Linked DNA regions of Pan troglodytes: region 2 is linked to region 1. Evidence: chromatin contacts called from public capture Hi-C data. All regions are on one chromosome and are shown on one strand. Each heading gives the region's core, a stretch centred on a gene start, on an enhancer-like site or on the middle of the called end of the contact. The rest is flanking DNA. Distances are from core to core; before and after follow the strand shown.

Region 1 (2,700 bases), core at 177-2,676:
GTGCACCTGTAATCACAGCTACTCGGGAGGCTGAGACACAAGAATCGCTTGAACCCAGGAGGCAGAGATTGCAGCGAGCCGAGATCGTGCCACTGCACTCCAGACTGGGTGACAGAACGAGACGCCGTCTCAATAAATAAATAAATACTTGCCAAGCATTCTAATAAATGCATGGGTTGTTAAGAGCAGCTCTGAAGGCAGTCTGCCTGGGTTCAAATCCTGGCTCTGCCACTTCCTGACTGTAACCCTGGGAATGGGTCATCATTCCTCATGCCTCAGTTTCCTCTTTCGTAGAAAGGGAAAATAGTAGCACCTACCTCATGGGTTGCTGTGACCACAGAGATCATCGCTGACACATAACAAACACCCAATCGATGTTGTGCCCCAGGCAATAGGCCTGGGAGGGTCACCCTTCTAGTCCCCCCACCACAGTGCCCTCTTCCAGCGGGAGCTACTGCCCGCTCACTGACGTTCTCCCTTACTTGGAGGGCTAACAGATGTTTGTGGAATTGAAATGCAGTTGAATGGGGGCTGGGAAGAGCTGAGTGAAGAATGAACTTGCTAATCTAATAAAACTTTTAAATCCGAGGTTGGCATGGTGTTGTGGGTGTGTCGTTTGGACCAAGGTATAGGGTGTGCAAGGGCAGTGGCTGCTCCGAAGTTGGGGTGGGGTGCAGGACAGGCTCCTTAGGCAGACAAAAACCCTCTCCCCATGAGACCAGTTTAGTCTGGTTTTCCAAGGGGACGAGGGTTCAAGAAGGTCTCGGGCAAGGCTGAGGAATGTTGGACAGGCCCCTGGGGAGGGGGCAGGAGAAGCCCACAGTTTCACAAGAGTTCCATTGTGTCCTCTCTGCACTGATGGCCCCCACAGTGGCCCACTCTCTGGGGAGCTCCCAGAGGAACAAAAAACGAGGGAGGGCAAGGGTGAGGAGGGGGCGGCACTGCCTGGGAGGGGGTGGGGTGCAGAGCATGACACAAAAAGTCACAAAGGCGGGGTAGGGATGGGGATAAGTCCCATGAGATGAAGCTTCACTGCCCTGGGTCCCCTAGTTGGCCTCAGTCTCACCAGATTCAATAAAGAGGGACTTGGGAGACAAGAAAAACAAAAGACAGTCAAGCCTGGACAGGGCTGAATACAACTCCTTTATCTATCTTCATATCCCTGAAATGCACAAACTGGAAACTCTAAATCCTCCCTCTCTATTTCTTTTGGATGTGGCTGTGCCTGGCAGAGCTTCCTCACTCTAGCCTGAGCTCCTGACCAAAATTATACCAGTTTCCTGTTTAAAACTCTCCAATTCCATGGGTTTCTAATATACTCAGCATCAGTTCCAGGAAGGCCAAGGGGAGGGCAGGGAGGGAGGACTGCCCAGGGGGGTCCAGACTGAAGCTAGCAATGCAAATACCAAATCTGGGGCCCCCGGAGTGGCTTAGCCATGGTCTGGGCCAGATGGGGGAGGCTACCAAGTCCCTCACAGGACAGGGCAGTGGTTAGGCTTGGGGGAAGGAATGCACTGGAGCTTTTCTGTGACTACATCTGGCTCTGCTACTTTCCAGCTGTGTGACCTTGGACAAGCGACTTAATCCTCCACGCCTTGCTCTCCCCGTCTTTCCCTGTCTGTGAAATGAGGATGGTGATGACAGTACCCACGTCACAGGGCTGCTGTGAGCCTTACATGAAAGACGCAGGAAAGCTGCTCACCACATTGCTCAGGAGTTTAAGGACTGAGTAAGTGAAGCAGCTATTATGATGCTAATGATGGTACCATCTTCAGAATAATCCTCAACAGCAGATAGTGATTTCCTAAGAGCTGAGTGTGGGAGGGCACGGGCCTCTCTGACCCTCTTCAGGGACGGCCAGCCACTGAGCACACAGGAGGGAGGCTGGCCTGAAGAGCCTTTCTAGAAGTGTGTTCAGATGTTAATAACCTCAGCAACAAAAAAAGGCACTGTGGTCCATGAAGTCTGGGAAATGCTGGCTTACCCCAAGTTAAACAGGCTCCTTTGTGCAGGACGTATCAGAGCCTTTATTTGACCCAACAAGCGTCTTGACTCTCTAGAAATGGAGGCAGAGTACACACTCGTTCCTAAACTTCTCTGCTGAGCAACTGTTTAGGGCCAAGCATTAGTGCTCTATGTCACCCACTTAGAGAAAGGCCAGAGGTCGCTTCACCTGAGGCAGGGGAGTGTTAATTCCTCCCGAATTTTTCACTTTCATGCCTTTAGGAGCTCCTTCCCCTCCCCCATTCACATGTGCTCTTGACAAACCAGTCCTGAGAATCTCATCCCATCAGTGCCTTTGCTAGACACAAGGATAACAAAATGATGAATGTGGCACAGAACTGGTCCTTAAGAATCTTTGAGTCTCACCAAGGAGGCGTTCGTTGCAGGTGTGTTTGCTCCCGTCCCCATTTTCATTAATGGCAGGACTTGGCTCCCAGGTGCTCAGGCACAGAATCCATTCATCAGTCTCCATACTCCTCCCCACCCCGCCATCATCCCTCACATCGCTCAGAAAGTCCCACCAGATCTATCCTATAAATAATAATGGTGGGTACCGTGGCCCCCACCAAAGCCTTTCCCCTCTCATTCCCTCACCCACTCACCTGGCCTCTCAGCCTCTTCTATTCCCTAACACCCACCTCATCAGGCTACAGCGGGGGCTCAAATGTCCAGAGTCTGGTTTGTGAACTCACTGGC
Region 2 (2,700 bases), core at 108-2,607, 80 kb before region 1:
GCTCTCTTCCCCCAGATATTCCACATGGCTCATTTATTCGATTGATTCAGGTCTCTGCTTGAAGACAGAGACCTTCCCTAAGCCCCTCTCACACAAAACCCCATGCACTCCGTCATTGTCTGTCCCCTCATTGTGGACAGGATCTCCAACAATGTTTTCTTTCTGTTATTCATCTTCTCTCCCCTTCTCTTGAATGTAAGAGGGCAGGGGCTATGGTTCATGGCTGAATCACAGCACCCAGTATACTGAATGCTCAATGGATGTTTAGGGAAAGAAGAAGGAGGAGGGAAGGGAGGGAGAGAGGGAGGGAGGGATAAATCTCCATGTGGGCTTCTTTCACACATTTCTGATTTAATCCTTGCTAAAACTCTGCTGAAAGGTGCAGGACCAGCTACATCATTTCTGGGGAGCAACTATATCATTTGCGGGGCTCAGTAAAAACAAGGGGGTCCCTTGTTCAAAAGTTATTAAGAATTTCAAGATGGCAAGAGCAGAGTATCGAACCAAGTGTGGGGCCCTTTGAAGTTCAGGGCTCTGTGGGATTGCGCAGGTCGCGTGGCTGTGAAGCCAGCCCTGGGGAGGTGCTATTAGCATTTCCATCGTGCTGCTGAGGGATGGGAGGCTCAGAGACGTATAGGGGTTGCCCAACATCACACAATGGGGAAGCTCTCCCTTCTCAGTTCCCGCAATGGCAATGGAAGACAACATGTTACCACCACATTTTTGGAGATTGGGAGACCCAGCCCAGACACAAGAGTGGGAGAGCACATTTGACTATAAATCTCCTGTTTTATTTCACATATTCATGCAATTATTTTGCATTTTACTCCAAAATATACCACATATTTTAAAAATATGATTTGTAAATAAAAAAGTAGTTGTGATCTTCCAAATCTTCAAGAATTAATGTTCTATTAGGATGCACAGGGTGAACCCTGAGACTTTGTATACCCTCTGGTTCAGGAAGAAGTACCCCAGGGCCCCGTGGGTACCCACCACTCAGTTTAAAAAGCACCATCCTATGCAACATTTCCTGGCACAGGCTCAACAGCCCATACTGCATAATAAATGTTAGTTTCACTCCCTGATTCTTTCCTTTCCTCCTGCTTGTTCCAAAGGAAACCTCCCCCGGGCTGGCCCCAGACCCACAGAGCAGGGAGCCTTCCTCAGGCCGGGATGGAGACGCTGGATCTCATTATCTCTACAGCGTCCAGAGGGGAGCCCAGCGTGGCTCGTTCCCTCCTGGGGCGGCGCCCCTCAGCCTGTTAGCGGGAAGAGGAGAGCGTTCTTACACGCCCGGCCAGCCAGGTCCACTGCCGCTCTAATTGGAACACGTAATGGTTTGTTAATACAGTCTAATCTGGGGAGGCCTGGGAAGGAGTCCCCTGGGGTGTCTGGGGTGGAGCTGGGGGAATGGGCGTTTAATGGTATTGTCAGCGGGGCCGGAAGCATGGCTGAAATGCTGTTTGGTTTTTGGTGTTTGCTTTGCCAGATGACGTCTTAATTCAGGATGGAAAGATGCAGTCTATTGTGCTTCTGTGTGTGCGTGTGTCTGTGTGTGTGCACGTGCACACACACAGGAGATACGGTGGTGAGTGGGTATGTGCAACTATGTGCCTGTCCACAGTGCAGGGTATTAGGCCAGGAGCAGTGGGGAGAGGGAGAGAAGAGAGCCAAGCTCTATTACACCTAAAGGTAGAAAGCCGTGGTCTCCTCTTGAGAATGCAAACAAAGACATCTATTTTCCCACGACTAGCTTACCCAGCCCCTATTCACACTAATTAGGAGGCCTGGGAATTTCTCCTAACTTCATAATTACCGTTAACAGACTTCACAGGGGCTGTGGGCGAAGTGGAACAACCCATCCTATTTTCGTAGCCAAGATGATGGTGGCTCAGGTGGTCACCATAACCTGGCTCTTTCTCCCCGTCCCCGCCCTTCCTGGCTTTCTGAGGCCCCAGATGCTTGGACACCCGGGGAGATGATCTAACAAAGGAGCAGAGGCGGGGGGTCCTCATGGGCTGCTTTCACTCCTTTATTTAGTTGAGCGGGTCCTGGCTGAGGCTTCTAGAAAACGTTCTCTGTGTTGGGGATGGGAGAACGGGGCCAGGAGCCCAAGGAATGGACCCTGAGATCCCTGCAGCCTGCACCTCTCCCCTCGAATGACCATGGACAGACCACTCCAGGTCACTCTTCCTGGGCCATACACTGCCCCTGCCCAACCCCACCCAATGTCCATTAGATGAACCACATTTTAAAGGCGGCCCTGGAGAACTGGCAAGATCACAGTAGTGACTTCACAATGTCATCGGGCTCCCGCCCCAGCCCGCCATACCCTGCAGACATCGTAGGAAACCACAGTGAAGCCATTATGGGGACCCCTCGTCTGTTTGGCAGCGGGATGGCCACTTTTGCCAGCTGACAGGCCCAGGGACTTCCAGAAGCGGCAGTGCATGGCCCTTCCCACAGGCTGCATTTGTGCACACAAAGATCCTCCCTCTGGGCCTCCTTTCCTCAGAGGCGGAGAAGTCCCTCCATCCTGGCATCCACTGCAGGCTCTGCAGGGGCCTGGGGGAGGAGGCACCAATGCTCCTGGTGGGCTCTTCCCAGTCCCAGCTCTGTGAAACCCTGTCTGTCTGTCTGGGACTTGTGGCCTGGCTCTGCTTCCAGAAGACAATTCTTTGTTCTTTGCTGCCTGCC

Evidence for each region. Capture Hi-C pulls out chosen DNA fragments and counts their contacts.
Region 2: a contact with region 1 is called in a capture Hi-C map of stem cell-derived neural stem cells, with 2.1 times the contacts expected there. The contact joins two enhancer-like sites. A contact is called at or near these places in 1 of 7 Hi-C or Micro-C datasets (stem cell-derived neural progenitor cells) and 1 of 1 other capture datasets (stem cell-derived neural stem cells).

What each region holds. Positions count from the first base shown.
Region 1 is chr9:48,810,702-48,813,401 of NHGRI_mPanTro3-v2.0_pri, reverse strand. All of the region lies in intron 2 of TSPAN18 (tetraspanin 18), which reads right to left. Among named protein-coding and RNA genes, the nearest start is that of TSPAN18, 72 kb to the right of the region's middle. Within about 2 kb of position 1,426, at least 5 of the 24 cell types and tissues checked have an H3K27ac peak or open chromatin away from gene starts, as enhancers often do. A contact at or near this core is called in stem cell-derived neural progenitor cells and stem cell-derived neural stem cells, where this site is marked.
Region 2 is chr9:48,890,303-48,893,002 of NHGRI_mPanTro3-v2.0_pri, reverse strand. The region is part of intron 3 of TSPAN18 (tetraspanin 18); the gene reads right to left. Among named protein-coding and RNA genes, the nearest start is that of TP53I11, 73 kb to the left of the region's middle. Within about 2 kb of position 1,357, at least 8 of the 24 cell types and tissues checked have an H3K27ac peak or open chromatin away from gene starts, as enhancers often do. A contact at or near this core is called in stem cell-derived neural progenitor cells and stem cell-derived neural stem cells, where this site is marked.